Regions from separate parts of the Mus musculus genome. Here all the other regions are linked to region 1. Evidence: chromatin contacts called from public HiChIP or PLAC-seq data. All regions are on one chromosome and are shown on one strand. Each heading gives the region's core, a stretch centred on a gene start, on an enhancer-like site or on the middle of the called end of the contact. The rest is flanking DNA. Distances are from core to core; before and after follow the strand shown.

The links. HiChIP or PLAC-seq counts read pairs in DNA pulled down with a chosen protein or histone mark.
Region 2: a contact with region 1 is called in an HNF4G HiChIP or PLAC-seq map of pancreatic cancer cells. The contact joins two enhancer-like sites. A contact is called at or near these places in 1 of 115 datasets of contacts at active chromatin or transcription factors (pancreatic cancer cells) and 1 of 9 other capture datasets (embryonic stem cells).
Region 3: a FOXA1 HiChIP or PLAC-seq map of pancreatic cancer cells shows a contact between it and region 1. The contact joins two enhancer-like sites. A contact is called at or near these places in 1 of 115 datasets of contacts at active chromatin or transcription factors (pancreatic cancer cells) and 1 of 9 other capture datasets (embryonic stem cells).

What each region holds. Positions count from the first base shown.
Region 1 is chr13:97,501,260-97,504,877 of GRCm38.p6, reverse strand. No RefSeq gene overlaps it. Among named protein-coding and RNA genes, the nearest start is that of Gm41030, 24 kb to the left of the region's middle. Within about 2 kb of position 1,632, at least 27 of the 459 cell types and tissues checked have an H3K27ac peak or open chromatin away from gene starts, as enhancers often do. A contact at or near this core is called in pancreatic cancer cells, where this site is marked.
Region 2 is chr13:97,989,313-97,992,930 of GRCm38.p6, reverse strand. The region is part of intron 11 of Arhgef28 (Rho guanine nucleotide exchange factor (GEF) 28); the gene reads left to right. Among named protein-coding and RNA genes, the nearest start is that of Gm34388, 97 kb to the right of the region's middle. Within about 2 kb of position 1,805, at least 4 of the 459 cell types and tissues checked have an H3K27ac peak or open chromatin away from gene starts, as enhancers often do. A contact at or near this core is called in pancreatic cancer cells, where this site is marked.
Region 3 is chr13:97,171,394-97,175,011 of GRCm38.p6, reverse strand. Gfm2 (G elongation factor, mitochondrial 2) reads right to left here. Exons shown (of 21, transcript NM_177266.5): 17 at 3,388-3,526; 18 at 2,321-2,500; 19 at 1,957-2,072; 20 at 1-150. Among named protein-coding and RNA genes, the nearest start is that of Hexb, 25 kb to the left of the region's middle. Within about 2 kb of position 2,006, at least 15 of the 459 cell types and tissues checked have an H3K27ac peak or open chromatin away from gene starts, as enhancers often do. A contact at or near this core is called in pancreatic cancer cells, where this site is marked.

The DNA of each region.
Region 1 (3,618 bases), core at 383-2,882:
AATACCCACGATAAGCGACTTATCAAGAGGAAAGGTTTATTTTGGCTCCTGATTTCAGATGTTCCAGCCCATGACCAATCGGACCTTTTGCTTTGGCCCTGGGCAGCATATCATGGCTGAGTTGACGACAGAGTAAAGACATTCACCTCACAAACAAGACATGAAAAAAGACATAGAGAAAAAAAAACTGCGGTCCCACAATCCCCTTTGAGGAGATACCCCTAATCTTGTAAGGTCCCACGTATGTAAGTTTCCATCTCGCAGTACCTCCAAACTAGAGCCAGCTTTCTAACCCATGGGCCTGGGGAACACAGTTCAGTGCAAACAACAACACAGTCTCTTGTGCAGTTAGAGTCAGTGGGTGTGGGGAACTCACCCAGCTGGAGACTGGCCAGATGTGTTTCTCTTCATGCAGTCTGTGGCTGCCTGGTGGTAATTCCATGGGCTACCATGGGCCTTCTCCTGATGGGGCTTTCAGGGAAGGCTTGTGTGATGACCAGGAGCTCAGTACTGATGTTCCAGGGGACAGGGAAGGACTGAACCATTTTGTCCAGTCTTGGGAGTTACATCGTATTGGGTTTTGGCAGTTATAAGTTACCAGGATACAGAGGTCTATGTTGACCAACATTCCCAGGACTATTACAGAGATAATGTGCGGGGGGCGGGGGGGAAGACCCTGCTGGTGGGAGAGAGCCCTGCAGCCACCTTGCAGTGGGTGTTGTCTTCGGAAGAGGAGGGACCACTAGTAAATGATTCAGAATCTCCCCTACGGCTCAATGATCATCTCATCGGCATGGCAAGGGCCGAGCTTCCTGTCTTCTGAGAGGGTCTTGATTTCCTTCTCTTCCCCCAGTTCCTTACTCACCACCATGTTTGAAATTCCAGATCTTCTCCTCTAGTTCATGGTGGGCAATCACAGCTGGATAGCACTCCTTCCTAATGATTGCCATGCCACCACAAAGACACACCAAGGGCCAATCCATACCTGCCAAATACCACAGAAAGGGTCTTGTCATACCTACCCTTGCCCTTCAGGGATCCTCCTACTTTGTTCAATCTAGTCCCAGACTGAATTCTAGATCCCATTGGATTGATCACTTTGCACCAGTGGCTGCTCCCTAAAGGGTACAGACCTCGTGGCTGTCACCTCCAGAGATACTTCAGTCCTGAACAATGGTCTGGGCTCTCTTATCCCTTCTGAGTCAGCCCGGAGCTGTTTATTTTACCATCTGTGTCAGCAGTTAAGAAACCCTGTGTGAATCTCACCACCCGGCAGCCAAGTCAGCATCTAAAGCAGGCTCAGAACTATGGCTGGCGTTCAGCACAGTGCTCCAAGACCTGAGCTCTACGATTTTCCAGAAGTGTAAACTCTAGACAAGATACTGAGCCAACAGAATTCCTGTCACATGAGACTAAGTACCTTTCAGTCTTTATCCTTGGGCTCAAATAAGGTAGAGTGTATGAAAATGAATTAAAGACTGTGCCATACAACAACAATACTTGTTGTTGTTGTTGTTGTTGTTCTAGTTTGTTCTTGTTATTAGCACAGCCTTCTTTCACAGGGACTGTGTAACCTTATGCCCAAATATGCTTGCCCTGTATTAGTCACCTCCCTGAAAGCCCAGCCAATCAGCCACACCATTTTCTCCTCTGTATCCTACCTTAGGAGACTGGCTCAGGGAGTGCCATCTGGCTCTACTTCCTCAGTCCTCCCTGTGTCGGGTAAGTGGTGGGCAATTTCACCCTCTGTACAGATGCCTGTAATGCCAACCTAACACTTCAGGAAGCTCTGAGAGGTGGGGCTTGAAGCTCACACACACATACCCAAGCTGTGTTCCCTTGTAAATGACCAATATCAGGCCTTCTACTGTGGCTTGAGTGTGGTTTGTCCTTCCAAGGTCCATACAGCACGCATGGACCCAACACACAAGCATTGGGAGGCCATGGAAACATCGAGGTAGTTAGACTGATTTTTCTATTTGAGTTCTTTCTGTCTCTCTCCTTCCTTCACTCATTAACTCTTTCCCCATCTGCCTCCCTCTCTCTCCCTCTCTCTGTGATGTCTTCCTCAGGTACTCACAGTGACACTAGCCCGCACCATGAGCTGAGCACACAGTTGCCATGCTCACAAACCAGAACTACAAGCCAAATACACCTCTTCTCTGGGTAAGTCACCTGGCCTCTGATATTTTGATACATCAAATGGAAAACATACAACTACATCCTACCAGCTCCTATTCACTCCACTAGAGCCCATGTTCCTGGCAGCCAGGTAGGAAGACAGCAATGAGAACAGGCCAAGACTCCTGGATGACAGCAGCTAGCTGTGGGTCCAAGAGCAGAGCTGGGAACAGATACCTCACTCCTTTCCCAGGAGGCCACCCCAGGGACTGATGCCCCAGGATGTTGTATTTCACACTAGTCTGTGCAAAGCCTTACCAGAAGAAACGTTTTCAAGAGTTCAGGCTTGATGTTTCTAGGCTCTGCTTGTTCGTGAGGTATTTGTTTGTTGTTTTGTTTTTCACCTTACTGTGATCTTTGAAGCTGGCCCAATTTTGAAGGTCTTAGGCCATTAGTGCACGTGCACACCTGTGCGAGAAGGGGGCGGGGATTTGTGTGTGAAGGGGGAGGGGATGTGTGTGAAGGGGGAGGGAATTGTGTGAGGGGAAGGGAATCTGTGTGAAGGGGACAAGATATGTGTATGTGAAGGGAGGAGATGTATGTGAAGGGGGAGGGTGTGTGTGTATGTGATGGGGAAGGGGATGTATGTGTGAAGGGGGAGGGTTGTGTGTAAAGGGGGAGGGGATGTAACATTTCCAACAACAGAGAGCAGGCAAGCCAGAGAGAGGGAGGGACTGAGGGAATGAGAGAGGGAGGGAGAGAAAGAGTGAGGGAGTGAGGAAGTGAGAGAGAATGAGAGAGGAAGAGAGGGAAAAAGAGAAAGTGAAAGAGTGAGAGATGGAAGACTGAGGGAGAAAAGAAGGGAGGGAAGGAAGGATGGAGGGAGGGACAGAGGGAGGGACAGAGGGAGGGAAGATCTAGGCCAGAGGTAAGAGGAAATGGAACTGAAGAGGCTTCAGAGGAGATGACAATGAGGCAAGAAAGAATAAGTAGAAGCTTAGCATAAAGGTCAGCGCTCACAAGAGGGCTGGGATAAGAAGAGAAGGAGGGAATCCCCGAAGTGTGCTCCTGGGGGTCCTGCCAGCCCTGGAAACGAGCCTCTAAGAGCTCATCCCCACCAAACTGAACCCCAGCTTGACTGTGTTCCACTGTGACCCCCAAACAGGCCAACAAAGAGTATATCACCCTTAGTCTTACTCCTGGACTCTTGGTGCCCTTTCCCTGGTCCCAAGCCAGCCTCGGGGTCATAGCGCTCCCCACCCTGTCTACACCAGACAGTTTCCAAGAAAACATTTCTTTTCTTTCTTTCTTTCTTTCTTTCTTTCTTTCTTTCTTTCTTTCTTTCTTTCTTTCTTTCCTTTCTTTCCTTTCTTGCTTGCTTCCTTCCTTCCTTCCTTCCTTTCCTTTCCTTTTTTCCACATTCACCCCTCCCCAACTCCTCCCATATCTCCCCTCTCTTTCCCTCCCCACCCAACTTTGTGTCCCATTTTTTTCCCT
Region 2 (3,618 bases), core at 556-3,055, 490 kb before region 1:
GAAATGAACATGCATGTAAATGAACAGATGCTCAGCAGAGCTATAGCAGATGCAGAAGAGGAGGCAGGGAGGGGACCAGCTGCAGCGAGGGGACCAGCTGCAGTGCACACCTCCTACCGGACTGGATTTTATATGAATCTACAAACTGAGTTGTTTTTAAAGTGCCAAGTATTGATATAAAAGGTTATTTTAACCATAAGTCCTGAAGTCTTTACCTAGGCTTGTAGTTTATTTTGCAGTCTTATAGATGCCAGAGAGTGGCTATTTTCAATTAGTTATACAGTTTAATTACAATGTAGGTTTTGGGGGGGCTTGTATGTGCTAGGCATAGAAATCCAACAGCGTAGGACAGTCTCTGTGTGGTTCTGCAAAAGTAGATTAAACCGTGTGCGACTTAACACATTCTGGCAGAATCTTTTGGCTATGTTAAGTGCCCCTCAGATCTCAAGAAGTTGATTGTTTAAAGAGACAATTTAGTCATAGAAGGCAGACGAAGCACACATAGTTATTCTGCTCTCCTAATAAAAATATTCCCAGAACTTCAGATTTGTATTTTCATGTTCCTGTTCTGGGAATTTTAAAAATCCACTTGCTACAAATACAGAGATTTTCCTTTTTTAGAATATCAGAAAAACTAAGCCAGGACTCAGGGGACAGAAGTAGGAAGATTACAAGCTCAAGGTCAGCCTGGACTGCACAGTACCTATCAGATGTCTCCCTATCCACCCACCTATTCAGCCAACACACACACAGTTACTCGGAGGAAGAAGGAGAGGCTGGTTTGCTGAGAACACCTTCTGTCAGGCTGCTTCCACAGGCTAGCCCACTCGTGTGCACTCTCTCCATCTTGAGAGATGCAGGAATGATGGCCGGGAGGCCAGGCCGGTGGCTGCAGATAATCCTTTGTTGCCTTGAGCTGACTACAGCTCCATCCCAGCAGTGCCTGCTACCATGGGAGTGTGGAGCCTGAGAGACAGAAACCACGCAGTGAAATTTACCAAAGTGATCAATAGCACGAGAGACAGGAAAGAGAAATTTAGGGGCCACACAGTCAAAAGTGTAGATGGTATAGGGACTAGGTTAACTTAGATGAATCTTCCATTTCCTGAGGGCTAGAGCCATGTTTGATGGGGCCACACACTAGAATCCACATGCTGCAGCTTTCTGCCTATCCTGTATCTAAAAGCCACAGAAGACCTTTCTCAGCTTAGCAGGACAGCAGAAGTTCGCAGAACCCGTTCTCAATCCCTGCCTCTGTGCCCAAAGGATGCAAGAGCTCGTAGAAAAGATGAGCAGGAAGCAGAAAAAAAATCTCGGCCACACTAACAATTTTGGGAAGTTTGGGTTTACCATGGTATCTCAACCAGTCTGAAATCCTAGTGGCAAAGTCATGGTTGTCTTCAGGTCACAGCGTGTTGGCCACAGTTAACTTACTTTCCCTAAGGAGACAATAACAAATTATGATTACAATTTACCCTGGGACAAATAGCCCATGGATAGGTTATTTGTTTCCACAGTTCTTTCTCAGTTTTAGTCAAGGTATTATAAAATAACGTTCTCTTTGGATCCTTTCCAACTGGGAACACAGCACACTCATGGTAGCAGAAACATCAACACACTGTAGGTTTCCCATTATCAGCCAGAATGTGAGCTGATGTCTCAGATTGAGCTGTGTAGCCGGGTGCATTTGGGTCACTCTGTTTTCCACCATGGGAGTTTCGCGAGGCCAAGTCATCTCCTGTGGCAGCTGCAGCTGAGGGGAGGTGGGAGGTGTCAGTCGTTCCTAGTCTGCCCTCAGTTGGATGCTATCAGCGACTCCTGTCACAGAGGCGTTGACCGTGTGGCTGGAATGACTCATTCCAGAGTCTTTTCCTTCTGTGACTGTTTGTCATAAAAGTTAACTTTCTCCCAGGGACCAAGCCATCAACCAAGGAGTACACATGGCTCCAGCTGCATATGTAGCAGAGGATGGCCTTGTCATGCATCGAGGGAAGGAGAGATCCTTGGTCCTACAAAGGCTCCATAGATGTCCCAGTGTAGGGGAATGGAGAGTGGGGAGGTGGCAGTGGGTGGGTGGGTGGGTGGAGGAGCACCCTCATAGAAGCAGGGGGAGGGAGGATGTGATAGGGGGTTTCTGGGAGGATGGGAAACAGGGAAAGGGGATAACATTTGAAATGAAAAAGAAAATATCCCCCCCCCCAAAAAAGTTAACTTTCTGGAAAACCCAACAATTTCATATGTATAGGATGTAGTGATTATATTACTTAAAGTCCATAGCTCTTTTAAGAAATCAAGAAGCAAAATAAGCCATAAAATGACTATTTTAAAATATCAAGTAACAAAACCTTAGTTGACGGGAAACAACCATTTGTGTGATTTTAAAACTCACATGCCTCAAACACTTCTCTGTCTCATCATAATCCACAGGGTAAAAAAAAAAAAGCAGTTTTATACAGTGGCCTGTGGAATGTGTTCTGGGATCTTACACTTTATGTCACTGTAAAGGAAAGTTCTGATTATAGCCTAATGGATCCACCTGACATCCCATTAGTGGGCTATGACCATAAAGTCTACAGGCAACCATGAAGAGTGCCTTCCAGGCTTGGACAGAGAAGAGTTGTCACTGTTTCCTAGTGCTGAAAGTAAGATAGTGATGGAGCATCCAGGAAGTGTGCACAGCGATAGAATACCTTGTACTGTAACCGGAAGGTGGCAGACCCACAGTAGGATATTACTGCGCACTGACAGAGTCCACTTCACCAGCGCGGAGACCATAGCTGAAAACTCTAATCAGGCACGCTCTGATGCACGTGTTTCTCCAATCTTAGACTGTGTGTTAGGAGACCATGCAGAATCTTGAACTAGCTATAATCTACTATAACTCCAAACCAATAACATTTATCAGGAATATTTATACCAAGCTTCATTTTTCATTAAAATTAAAGACTCTAACCGACTCAGAGAGGAGCGGAGGGGAGGTGGGAGGTGGGAGGTGTCAGTCGTTCCTAGTCTGCCCTCAGAGGTATGCTATCAGAGCAGCTCCAGTCACAGAGGAGGTGTTGCCTGTGTGGCTGGAATTACTCCTCATTTGAATGAGGAAATAAATAAAGTAGAAACATGCCTCCAGATCTCTCTTCTGCTCCATGCTAAGGAAAAGATTGCAATGAGCTCTTGGAAGAGGAGCCTGCAGTTACTAACAGGTTTCCAAGGGCCTTCCTGTGCCCAGGGACTAACTCAGGGCTAGAAATTGATCTGAAGTTTAAATTATAAGCGTGGAGTAAGAACTCTATTTGAGAGTCATTTAATTTATATAATCAATATTCCACTAAAATAGCCTGTTTAAAAAAAGAAAATCCAAACTGGGCTATTCAAAATTTCATTTTCTGTTGTTTGCAGTCCTAATAAGATGATTTTCCAGTATTGTGTTGGATTAAAAAAAAACCCATCTTCTACCACTGAAACAGCCAAGAAAATATGCTAAAAAGTACATTTCATTTTAATGTACCCATGGCCATCCGGGATCACTCATGACCACCCATGGCCACCCATGACCACCCATGATACCTATGATACCCATGACTACCCATGACCACCCATGACCACCCACGGCCACCCATG
Region 3 (3,618 bases), core at 757-3,256, 330 kb after region 1:
AACTCTGTTGTCTTGGCGAGTCTGGATTTCCTGAATGTTCCCTCTTCTTTGTGCCAAGTCTGCCAGGACAGGGCTGAGGTACTCCCTGCTCACTGTGACCTCGAGACTCATCAGAGGTTCCAGCACCTGTTTGTCAGCTTTCTTCAGGGCCTGAAGAGATTTCATAAACTGAACAAATTTCTATTCCAGTACACGGAAGACAGAGGAAGGCTAATTCCTATATTCCTGAGCAGAGGGCTCTGGGGAGCTCACTGTATAAGGAGCCAAGAAGTTAGAACTTGTACAGTGGCCACATGCTGGAAAGAACAGCACAGGAGAGCACCTCAAAAAGCCAACAACAAAGGCAAGAGTCAAGACAACTGTCTACAAATACTTTCTGTATTTACAGTTTATAATCTTAGACTTCATCGGCCACAGAGGGAACCTGACCATGTTTTCAAGATAAAACAATCATGTGGGAAAGGGTAAATATAAGAGAAAAATGCTTCCTTTAGGGAGGGACTGGCCTCCCAGAGCTGCCCTCTATCCTTTTCAGACTTCTGAACAGTACCTCACTGCAGAGCTTCCACACCAGCAGTAGCTGCAGCCCATCTCGGAGGACTCAGTCTTGTCCCCCACTGGGCCCCAAGCCTAGCTCAGCAGTTTCTTTTCCAAGCACGTCTCTGGCCTTTCTTATTTGCTGATGGCATTAGTAGATCTCAGTTTGCTTAAATGTACTTCTCTGATTTCCTTTTTCCAGCAAACACCAGTATTTCTATTCCTGTTGCTGGCATCTTGATTCAGACATCGTCTAGTTCCTGTCTGTCCTAGACTGTCTTTCCCGTGCCAAATGCCAATCACTTCTGTGTTCTGACTATATATACTTCACTGATCAAAACATTTATTCTCCATTGTTCCCAGAACACAGTTCAAACCTTACTTAGTGCTTGAAAGCTTCAGTGTGACCTGTGACTTTACTCTCCAGTGCTAGGCTAAGGTACTCCCACACTGGGAAACCGCATGGGGGTTGATCAGATCTGGTGGGCCACTGAGGCAGGAGGCAGAAGGCCATGACACTCAGGACAACTCAGGTGATCACATGCATGGAAGATGCTTGGCCTAAATCTGTTGTTCAATGGGACTGATTTGTTTTTGTTTTTTAATGAAAACAATCTTATTTGGACAAATTCAAATATTTGAAATTAAAGGTTTGAGAGATGGTTCAGCAGTTAAGAATACTGTCTGGTCTTGAGTTCAATTACTAGCAACCACATGGTGGCTCACAACCATCTGTAATGGGATTTGATGCCCTCTTCTGGCATGCAGGTGTACACAAAGATAGAGCACTCACATACATAAAATAATCTTTAAAAAGAAGTTGAAATTCACATTAGATTTCCATTGTCCTTTACATTAAAGCCCAATGTCAAGCTGACCTCAGATCTGTCCAGTTAAATCCACCAGGCTTTGGGGCTGGAAAGATGGATTATCTATCTAATTAATATATATATATATATTCCCCTCTCCCCAGCCAGGCTTGTAGCTAACTGTAACATCTCAAAAGTAAAAAAAGGAATGTCTAAACAAGGTGCACTCTTCACAGGCCCAGGTTTTGTTTGGAAAGATCTTTTGGTAAAATCAGAATGTTTTGTTTAACCTTTCTGACCAGTAATTTCTAAAATCTTTCAAATGAAAATTTAGTTTTAGAAATCAAAGATTTCCCATACAAGAGCTAGTTTAAAAGTTTTAAATCCCATTTGTGTGTGTGGTATGTGCTCATGTAGAGGTCATAGGACAACGTTCTGAAGCCACTATGCAGTTCCTGAGCATTAAACTCAGAAGCAGGCTTTTGGTGCTAAGTACCTTTACCCACTGGTACTAGATCTGGGTGGCCCCATGGTGACATAAGGTCTGTGGAATCTGCGGTGCTGGCCTCAGTGCCCATCCTTAATGCAGAGCATGAAGGGTGCTCCGTACCTTCTGCATACACCGTGAGATGCAGGCAGTGACCATAGTTGTGGAGGTGCCAGGGTGAATCATCAGTGAGTGCAACGTCATTGCCACATCCTGGACTGGGGATCCGAGCAGAGGTCCTGGGTGGGGAGAATAAAGCACAACAGTACACACAGTCCAGTAACAAGGAGCAATGCAGCAAGAATTCATGTGAAGTCCAAGCACAGAGAACACTGGCGTGTCTGTAGCACACGGACCAACTCGGAGGCTGAGTGTAACATCAAGGCAGAGTGCACAGTGCACGCTAGTACGCCCAAGATCCTGGCTCAAACTCCAGCATGAGAGAAAAAAAGAAACAGTCACCAGGAGACAGGTGTGTGTCCCTTACCCTGGAGGCATGCACTGTGGACGGCACTTTCAATGGCCTCCCGAGAGGCCTGCAGCAGGTCTTCACCCACACAGTCAGCATACTCGATCTTGGCCACAGCACAGGGCTCTTCTGCTGGCCGGACTTCCAGCTCCGCACTCACCAAGTGCCGCTTGTCTCCAAGCACCCTATCGAGGGTGTCTGCGGACAAACACATGGAAATGCGTGAAGAATAAGGAGGGCCTGCACTCGAGGCTCAACGTTTGCCAGGATAATGAAGGAAGCCAAAGAAAGATGCCAGGAACAGGCTGCCCCAGGAGACTGTCTGCCCTTGCTGAGATTGCTTGTATCTGAGACCCCTCAAAACTAAGTCTTTAAAAGTACCAACCTTGGGGAAAAGGTAACACTCAAATTGTATGACATCTAGAGAGTATAAAAAGCTGATAATAAAAACTATAAACCTTGTTCCTCTGCCAATTTCCAAATTTAAATTTCCTATATTCCTTCAGCAATATTTAATGTTTCTCCCTCCCCCAAAACTAGTAAAGTATTTTCTGAAATACAGAAAAACAGCTTTCCGTGTTTTGTTTTGTTTTGTTTCTGGATAGGGGGTTCTATTTTCTTTGTAAGTACTAGGGACTGAACCCAGAGACTTTGCTCACCTTGAGGTGAAGAGTGACCACTGTTATTTTGCTTAAGGGAACCAAATACAGAAAACCTGAGTGCTGACATTCAGGACAGAAACATAAAAACTGCACCTCCTCTAGAATGCTATCTGTATAGGGACACTGTATTAAATAGCGGAATTATTCATGCACTTCATACAATAAATATGAATTGACTTCAAATTCTTAGTCCCATTTCAGTGGTAAGGGCTGGAACAAGCCAGTGATTTCACTGTCCCACGGCCACTAGAAAACACATTTGTCTGATGGGTGGGGGGGGGGTAGCAGTGGCACCAGGCCTTCTATACTAATTTTTTTTTAATACACACAGTAAAACTGTGGGAGACACTGGAAACTGTGACTTCTGTTTACACAACTAAACACTAAACAAACCCAGAATGTCCAAAATGTTGTATTTTTTACCTGTGGCGCGAACTGAGTTTAAGATGGTTTCCCGGTATGCCACCTGCAGAGGCCCTAGATAGGTCTCTAGGCCATACTCCCTCTTGATACGGTCATGAATAATCTCAATATGCAACTCCCCCATTCCACACAGGACAGTCTGGTAATAAAAAGGAAAAAAAATAAAAATAAAAAAATAAATCAGGGCCGGGCATGGTGGCGCACGCTTTTAATCCCAGCACTCGGGAGGCA